Linked DNA regions of Mus musculus: all the other regions are linked to region 3. The links are chromatin contacts, called in public HiChIP or PLAC-seq maps. All regions are on one chromosome and are shown on one strand. Each heading gives the region's core, a stretch centred on a gene start, on an enhancer-like site or on the middle of the called end of the contact. The rest is flanking DNA. Distances are from core to core; before and after follow the strand shown.

Region 1 (2,700 bases), core at 66-2,565, 200 kb before region 3:
TGAAGTGCTAGAAATGTCTGCACCCTCTTCTTTCTATGCTCAGCTCTTGCTCCTTGACTGATGTCGGCTCTTCTGCCTCTTGTTCACCTGGTTGAAATGGGGCTCATTTTCTTGCATCCTCATTGGTAACTTCTTCCTGTCTCCCATTTTCCTTGGCTACTTCTTCCTCTCCTGAGTCTAAGTACTTGCACTGTTTAAGAAGAACTTGATCATGTTTTTCTTCTCCATCTTTTCTCCTTAAGTGATATGATACCCATTGGTATGATAATAACCATCTGATCGTCGACAGATTCATATCTCTAGATACATTTTTTATCTGATTATCAGTTTGACATCTTCAGATATAATTTATTATAGCTCCAACCCAGACCTGCTTCTATGTTTATATATACAAATATTGGCCAGAGCTTTTTAATTGGGTGCTTTGATGGATTGTAAATATCTAAGATGAAGCTGTGTTAGGACAAATGTCCTTTTGATTATCCTCAACCCACGTCTTTGCAGTCATTAATTTGTCGAGTTTTCCTTAGGCTGCACAGCAATAAGGAAGAGGGAATATTTTCTGGCCTTTAAATGTGTATGCCGGACTCTGCCCTAGCTTCATTATTCATAACATCCTCATGGAGCAGATACGTCCTTCTCTTCCATTTTAATCAAGAAGAGATTGAAGCCCAGAAAGGTTAAGTGGACTGTCTGAGCAGTTAAGTGCTCCAGCCAGGACTTGAACCCTGTAGCCTGACTCCACTTCTCCTTGCCTACTAGGTTAAACAGCTAAAAGGCTTGCTTCCAGTGAACCCTGAGACCAGGCTGTCTGGGGAAACCCCTCCACATGCTTCTAGCCTTCCCCACTCACTTCCATTTGGTAGTGAACTTGTGACATTTCAATCCTGTTTGCCTCTCCTTCTCCCTCTGGGGAGTGGACATCCACGGAGACATTTCTGTTTTCTCAGCACCTCGTGCTGAGCCAGGAAGGCCCAGTTGTTCATTAGAAACCATGTTGGTTGGACCTGGTAGCTGTTCCTGTTTTGAGCATGCACTGTATATCTCTCATGCTCCTGTAGCAGAACCTTCCCCTTGAACCTTCTCCTCCTGCCCAGGGCATCATTTTGGCCTTTCAATCACTATCAGGTCCAACAACATCAGATTTCCTTATTGCATAAACCACTGGCCATTTCCTCATCTGGCAGCACCTGGAATTCTCCCCTAAGGAGCCTCCTTTAACTTGCCCGTGGCAAGGGGCTATTCTCCCAGCTGCCTTTTCTATAGCAGGAAGCCGCTGTATTTCTAACCTTTGCTCTGGAGGCAGAGTCAATATTTAATTTTGTGCCTGCCCCATCTGCACATTCTTTCTGCGGCTATCGGGAGTCCATACAGAATGGCGGGACCTCAGGCGTGAACAGCTGCTCTGAGTGCCTGAGGCTCTGTCCATTAGAGAGGAAGGGACTCTAAAGAGCGGCCGGAGAAACTTTCTGCTTGGTTGCTTCCATTTTAACATGTTTTAACTCAAGTCAGCACCTCTGCAAGTTGCCTTTAGTCCTATGAGAGGGCCCAACACAGAGTGGGAAGGTTCCAGGTGGGGTGACAGTGTAAAAGTGGCTAAGAGGAAATAGTGGTATCAGAGTAGACAGACCTGGTTTCAAGCTTTGGCTTCACTCAAATCCTAGAGTTTTAGTTTTGACCTCAGTGAATACTTGTAACTGTCCTTTCTTCTTGACATTAAAGTGGGCCCAGTGTCCTTATAAAATGGAACCATCTGGCACGTATTTAACAGTTGATACAATGGTTTTTAAAAAGAAACACACTGCCTTCTGGTTTCCATCTGCACCCGGAAGCTGACCCTGTGCCACAGCTCTCCATACCCAAATTCTTTCAGGTAAAGCTGGTCTCCCAGGAGTACTGACACACAGGCTTGCAGGAGGGACAAGCTATAGTCAGAGGCAGCAAGACCAGCTAACACTAGAGATAACCAGATGGCCAGAGGCGAGGGCAAGAACATAAGCAACAGAAACCAAGGCTACTTGGCACCATCAGAACCCAGTTTTCCCACCACAGTAAGCCCTGGATACCCCAACGCAACAGAAAAGCAAGACTCTGATTTAAAATCACACCTCATGATGATGATAGAAGATTTTAAGGACATAAATAACTCCCTTAAAAAGAAACACACATAGGGGGGAAAAAAGCCCTATAAATTGATATTCACAGAGAGAAAATGAATAGATTCATTCTGCCCCTTTAGGCATGTTGGAAGAGAATGGCCCCTGTGACTTTTTAATTGTATTAATTGTTATTCGGGTACCCAAAGAATCTTCCCATAGCTGGGGCCCAAATTATGGCACTGTAGCACCAAATTCACTCACAGGAAAGATGCCAATAAAAGCCAACCACTTTCTCTCGACCCTCCCTTTATTATTAAATAACATGTGGCTTGAATCTATTGATCTTCGTGATAAATTGTATTTACTTCTACTCTTCTGGTTTATTCTATGGAGCAAGCGACTCCAGACTCCTCTTTGTCAAATGTCTCGCGTTTTGACCTCACCACTGGATTGTAACTCCTTCCTGGGTTTTGACCCTGTAAATGGACAGAGGCCTTCTGAGCTGTTGTGTATTTGTATCTCTAGAGACAACCCAGTACAATCCGGAGGAAACTGTATTTCTATCCTCTGTCTGTTATTAGTTAGCTGTGTGTTGCTCTAA
Region 2 (2,700 bases), core at 76-2,575, 150 kb before region 3:
CAGAGTCATACATTGCCACTGCTGTCTGCTTCTGTTTTTCACTGATTCTAGTCTATGTCCAGATGACTGGGAATTAGGCTTCACCTTTGGAGGGACAGAGTATCAAAGTGCACATAAACATGTTTGAGTCACTGCAGAGTTAATCAAGGGGAAGGATGCTGTAGTCGCCAGCTGACTGGCACGTCTGCAATTGTCTTGCTCTTTTGAACTCCACTCGAGGCATCTGACTCATCTTTAGAAAGCAGAACAGGATAGTTAATGAAGCTTGTCATATAAAATTGAGGAGCTGTGACTCCTTTAGCCACTACTGTCCCAGCTGGGTCCAGGTTAAGGGAGAAGAGCCGATGTTGCTTGGTTATAGACTAGTAATGAGGCGGGATTTAGAATGATCAGAGTTGACTGTCACTCCGATATGACCTTGGTGAGTTAAACGAATCATTCTGACCTTCAGTCTCTTTATCTGCATGTTGGGATTATTGGATGCTGGCAGAGTTGTCTTAGAATACAAGATGTATTTTATAAAAGTGTTGGTGTGGCGTCTATGCTGATGGTCCTCATGGACTATGGCCATTGAGCAAAGAAGCAAGTCTTCTGATAAGACGATATATGTCAACACATCCCATTCTTTACTTAAACTGGAAGACTGAAGCTGATGGGGCGTTTTCCTTTGCAAATAATAAAGACTCAGGCTAGAGCTGTTTAAAACACCCCCCCCTTATTTGTCTTGGATCATGGGTTTTTTCATAGTTGTTTTTGTTTCTTGGAGTGTTCTAGGAATGATTCTAAATTATACTTGCAGATAAGTTGAGGTTTTGAGATCATGAAACAAGAAAGCACAAAAGCACTGGAAAGCACTTGCCTCAGACTAGGGCAGGATCACCAGGAGGGAGCTTTAAAAAGAGCTGATTTTTCAGATGACAACCCTGAAGAAGCAACCACCCTTTTTTGACATCTCTCCCTGAAAGGTTCATTATCATGGATCAGAAGCCATGGAAACATGCCTCTATTCCACATTTTACCTAACCTTTGATATTTTCGCTAATTGTCATCCTCAGTGCACTGATTTCTCAGTGAAGTTGGGATGTTCCTAACATATTTTGACAAATGTTAAGGAAGGAAGGCAGCTTCATGTGGTGGAAGGAAGCATGGGGCAGACACTTGGAGCTTACTTTGCTGCTAATTGGCCACAGTATTTTGGGAAACCCACTTCACCTCTCTGGGCCTTAAGTCCTCATTTGCAAATTGATAAGTTTGGACTAGTTTCTCCCAGCTCTCATTCTGTGATCCTATTCGGCTCGTAGGGTTACCATAGCAACTTCTGGAGCTCTGTGAATGGAAGAGACCTAATAAGAAAGATTAAACATCAACTAGGCTGTCCTGCTCTTAGACTATGCTGTATGAAACAAAGAAAAAAAATGAGGAATAGAAAGATGCCTCTAACATCCATAACTAAATAACTGTTTTAATCTAATGATATGAGGAAAGAGTTTGAAATAGGGAAGAAGTCTCTTAGCTCATCCGGTGATGTGAGACATGAAGAAGCACTGATTTGTTTTTTTTGCATCTACTGTGCAAAATAATTCGTCTAGGAAATACCATATGTCTTCTTTTAGGTTATGTATTTTTCCATAGCTAGAACATACCTATCACTGTGTCTGGAATTAGAAAGGGGAAGATGAGGTGGATCAGTGGCTTCGTAGAAACACAGGTAGTAACAGTGATAGCTGGCAGCTGACATTTATTTAGCACTTGCTGCTATCATGGACCTCCTCAGTATTCCATGCATGCTATTTGCTTTCTTTATTTAAGGTGCTGTGTTGATCATTAGTAGTGAATTTTGCGGGGGGGGGGGGCAGGGGAGATATCACATAGAGCAAAGACAGTTTTCTTCAATTGTGAGTTAGAAAATTTATTGAAAATAAATCCCTTCCAAGTCTACACGTAAGTCTTGATCCTTATCTGCATCTTTGAGGTCATTTCCTGGTCTAACAGAGATCATTACTTATCCCAGTAATTCCTTCTTCTTGGACTATCATGGCTGCTACTCTTTTTTTTTTTAATTGAATCTATACATTTGGGTTACACTATGTTCAAATACATATTTCCTTTGAAGTAGTTCAATGAGTAAGTCCTATTATCATCTATTTTATGGGTGAGGAAGCTGTGACTTACTAAGATGGATGTTTATTCTAAGCTATTGATTGGCAGAACTCAGACTTAAGGTTGCCTAACCCCAGAGGCAGGACTTTAATTTCTGTTTTTCTACTCTCTTCATCTTCTCAATTCAATTCACCCTATCATACTTTTACAGTGAAGATGGGTGCAGTAGAATTTGGGCAGGTGGGTTTCCTTTCATGCAGCTGCTATTGCAGATTGCTGTATACTTGGTGTCTTTGTGGAAATTCGCTCTGGTACAATTCCAGATCTGATCGTGTCTGGAAGTTAGGATGCTCACAGAGTCATTCCCATTCTGGAGGCTCCAGGGAGAAGTCAGCTTCTTGTTCCTCTTCTTGCCTGGAGGATTGACCTTGGCATCCATTAGCTTGTGTTTGAATACTCTAGTTTCTGCTTCCCTCTTCACACCACCTCTCCTTCTATATTTCTGTCTTTATTTTGTCACTTGTCATTGTATTTAGTCCTCACTATGATAACCCAGGAAGCTTATCTCATCTCAGGTCATTAATTACATCAGCAGATCTG
Region 3 (2,700 bases), core at 16-2,515:
TTCTTTCTAAGTGAGTCCCAGGGGTGCTGATTTCCATCCTGGCCCTGGCCCTGGCCCAACTCTCTAGGGAGCCAGGGAAATTCTGTACTCCTTTCTTAGGAGAAATTTATCATCAAGGGAGCATGCTAAGCAGAATTTCTTTACTAGGTATTTTGGTTTCCTTTCTTGAATTTGCTCATTGGCTTCTCAGATGTTCCCACTTTGAGGTTCTTGCAGTCTTCTTTTTTTTCTTTCCCCTCAATAAAATAAAACCATTTCACAACAGCCACGGTGAGGATGAGAAGCAATGGTCAAGAATACAAACAAAAACTGAATCAAAATAAGCTCTATCAAGAAATTGGAGAAGCTGCAAACCTTTGTGGAAACTACATTAAAGCAACAATGACTGAAACATATGTAGTTTCCCCAGTATCCTTTGTGGAAAGTACCCTTTTGAGGTGCATTTAAAAAGATAGATTTTATTTGCCTTTTGAGAACTTAATACAGGTATGCAATGTGTTTCGACCATATTCATTTCCCACTCCCGGGACCACTATCCCTGGAAACCCCTACATCTTTCTTCCAACTTCATGTCATTTGTGTGATTATTTTTTATAGAACATTTCATATTAATTGAAGGGTTTATTCTTCTCTCATTTAGATGAAGTCTAATGGTATAGAGGCAGAACACTAGACCATGGGAACACCCCATGGAAACACTCCCCCTCGTCTACCCGGTGCCATCCTCCCGTTTTTAGGAGGTAGCCATATAGGGTGCCCAAAGGAATTAGACTCAGGATTGAGTTTCATGGATTAATATTTCCCTCTTTCAAGTCTGTCAATTGCTCAAACCTGCTTGTAGTAACAGGAACACAGTGGGACACAGTCCCGGAGCCAAAGGATCCCTCACACCTTTAAATGCAGTTCCACCTCTGTCCCCATTCAACTTCCATGGGGACACCAATCCAGCCTCCAGTGAGTGACCGTTTTCTGGGACGCGAGACTCCTCTTAACGCTCAGGCCCGCGACGCTCCCGCTCCCGTGTCGCCAGCTCTCCTGGACCAAGTCAGTGTGACCCGTGGCTGGACCCCTCGTTCTCAGCCTTCCTTCCCGGTAGAGCTCCCAGTCTGGCTCTCAGTAGCCCCCTCTGGCGCCCGAGACCTTCAGGAAAGTTGCTTCGGGCGGTGGAGGGGCGTCATCGCCTCCTAGCAACGCTCCTAGCAACCGGATAACATCTGCTCCCTTTGGTCCAATGCGCGCCTAGAAAAGCCGCGCGCCCGCCTCGCGTTCTGAGCCGGAGCGAGAGGCGCTTCAGAGAAGGAGGGACCGACCTGCAGGAGCCGGCCGCCCCGCCGAGCTGCAGTCGCTGCCGCCGCCGCTGTCGCTGTCGCTGTCAGAACCCGTCCGAAGAGTGACACCTTCGCGAAAAAACAGGAGCTGTGAAACATTTGCACACGCAGTCTTCGGGTAAGTGGACCCCTCTCAAGGTTTGCCAGGACCCCTCCAGCCAGGCATCTGACCCGAGGCCCAGAGAAGACGCGTTCCCTACGGCTGGAGGTTAGGGACTTGGCCTCGGATCCCACCCTGCCCCCAGCCACTGAAAAGTGACTAGCCACTGGTCCCGAATAACTTGATTTGATTTTTTAAATGCCAGGATTGGATATTGAGACTCCCCCTCTGTTCGCTACTGTCTGTTAGTGCTTAGAAGTTTTCCACCTTCCTTGATTTTGCTTTGCCTGGCTGCCCGAGGCTGGAGAGCTGGAGGCAGCTCCCAAAGGCAGCCCGTGGTTATGGATAAAACGACACGAAGTAGGCTCCACGAAATTCAGTCAACACGGGCTTCTGTTTTAGGTCCTCATCTGGAAAGGGTCCAGCTGGCCAGGAGCAGTGGTTCACTGGTCCTCAGCCTCCTGAGCAGTAACCATAGTAACTCACCTCTCTAGATGGGATCGTCCTTATTGGATGCCCGTCTTCCCTTGGAAAGCCCGTCTCTCTAAATATAGAAGATGATGAGATCCGTGAGCACACAGCCATGCAGACTAGGTGTGGTTAAACGGAACCCTTTGCTGAGAACTATCTTCAAACGTGGAGCAGCTACTTCAGACCTTGCCAGAAAGAGTCAGTATGTCAGAGAAAGAACAAGTTATGGTGTTTTGAGTTAATTGCTTTGTTATTTTGGAGGGTGATGCAGCCTAAAATTATACAAGAGCTGGCTGTGATTTTTTTTTTAATCACATTTCCCCAAAATAACCGCTCGAGTAAATCACTGACAAGATGAACTATTGTGCACTTTTCAGATCTCTTAGGGGGAGTTGACGTCGCTCCTACTTAAACTTAAGTGATCCTGAGTTTGAAGGTTTATCTTTCTTTCTAAACCATGTCCCAGATCGGCCCCACCTCAAACGTCTCAGTGCCGCCCCCCATCCCCACCCCACCCGCCTTCTCCTGCCCTGATAACTTATTCATGTCCCTGCATCCCTGATTCTTTAGAGGTGTCTTATGCCAGTATGTCTCCTTGTTTCAAGATCCCAGGTCCCCATTCATGAGCCCGAGGCTGTGAGACATGCTCCATGTGCCAAGGGGAGTTCTCACCACATCTTCCGAGGCTGTCCTAGACATACACTCTTCGGTCTGAGTCAGCATTACCAGGTAATCACCCTCCGAAGAGAAATTACTGTTTAAATATGTATCCAGAGAAATAAACGCTAATGTAGCAGCCCG

What was found. HiChIP or PLAC-seq counts read pairs in DNA pulled down with a chosen protein or histone mark.
Region 1: a PDX1 HiChIP or PLAC-seq map of a beta-TC-6 cell line shows a contact between it and region 3, with 8 times the contacts expected there. The contact joins the enhancer-like site here to the promoter of 1700086L19Rik in region 3. A contact is called at or near these places in 8 of 39 promoter capture datasets (the 3T3-L1 cell line, cranial neural crest, liver and 3 more), 8 of 484 Hi-C or Micro-C datasets (Th1 cells, bone marrow-derived macrophages, embryonic fibroblasts and 3 more), 8 of 115 datasets of contacts at active chromatin or transcription factors (SST interneurons, a beta-TC-6 cell line, embryonic basal ganglia and 5 more) and 2 of 9 other capture datasets (embryonic stem cells and macrophages).
Region 2: an H3K4me3 HiChIP or PLAC-seq map of forebrain shows a contact between it and region 3, with 4 times the contacts expected there. The contact joins the enhancer-like site here to the promoter of 1700086L19Rik in region 3. A contact is called at or near these places in 7 of 39 promoter capture datasets (the 3T3-L1 cell line, cranial neural crest, embryonic stem cells and 3 more), 6 of 484 Hi-C or Micro-C datasets (cerebral cortex, cortical neurons, embryonic stem cells and 3 more) and 3 of 115 datasets of contacts at active chromatin or transcription factors (embryonic basal ganglia, embryonic forebrain and forebrain).

What each region holds. Positions count from the first base shown.
Region 1 is chr12:74,085,941-74,088,640 of GRCm38.p6, forward strand. All of the region lies in intron 1 of Syt16 (synaptotagmin XVI), which reads left to right. Among named protein-coding and RNA genes, the nearest start is that of Gm40889, 53 kb to the right of the region's middle. Within about 2 kb of position 1,316, at least 16 of the 459 cell types and tissues checked have an H3K27ac peak or open chromatin away from gene starts, as enhancers often do. A contact at or near this core is called in neural tube, where this site is marked.
Region 2 is chr12:74,130,691-74,133,390 of GRCm38.p6, forward strand. All of the region lies in intron 2 of Syt16 (synaptotagmin XVI), which reads left to right. Among named protein-coding and RNA genes, the nearest start is that of Gm40889, 8.5 kb to the right of the region's middle. Within about 2 kb of position 1,326, at least 16 of the 459 cell types and tissues checked have an H3K27ac peak or open chromatin away from gene starts, as enhancers often do. A contact at or near this core is called in cortical neurons and forebrain, where this site is marked.
Region 3 is chr12:74,283,011-74,285,710 of GRCm38.p6, forward strand. 1700086L19Rik (RIKEN cDNA 1700086L19 gene) reads left to right here and starts at 1,266. Exons shown (of 4, transcript NR_030735.1): 1 at 1,266-1,446; 2 at 2,505-2,628.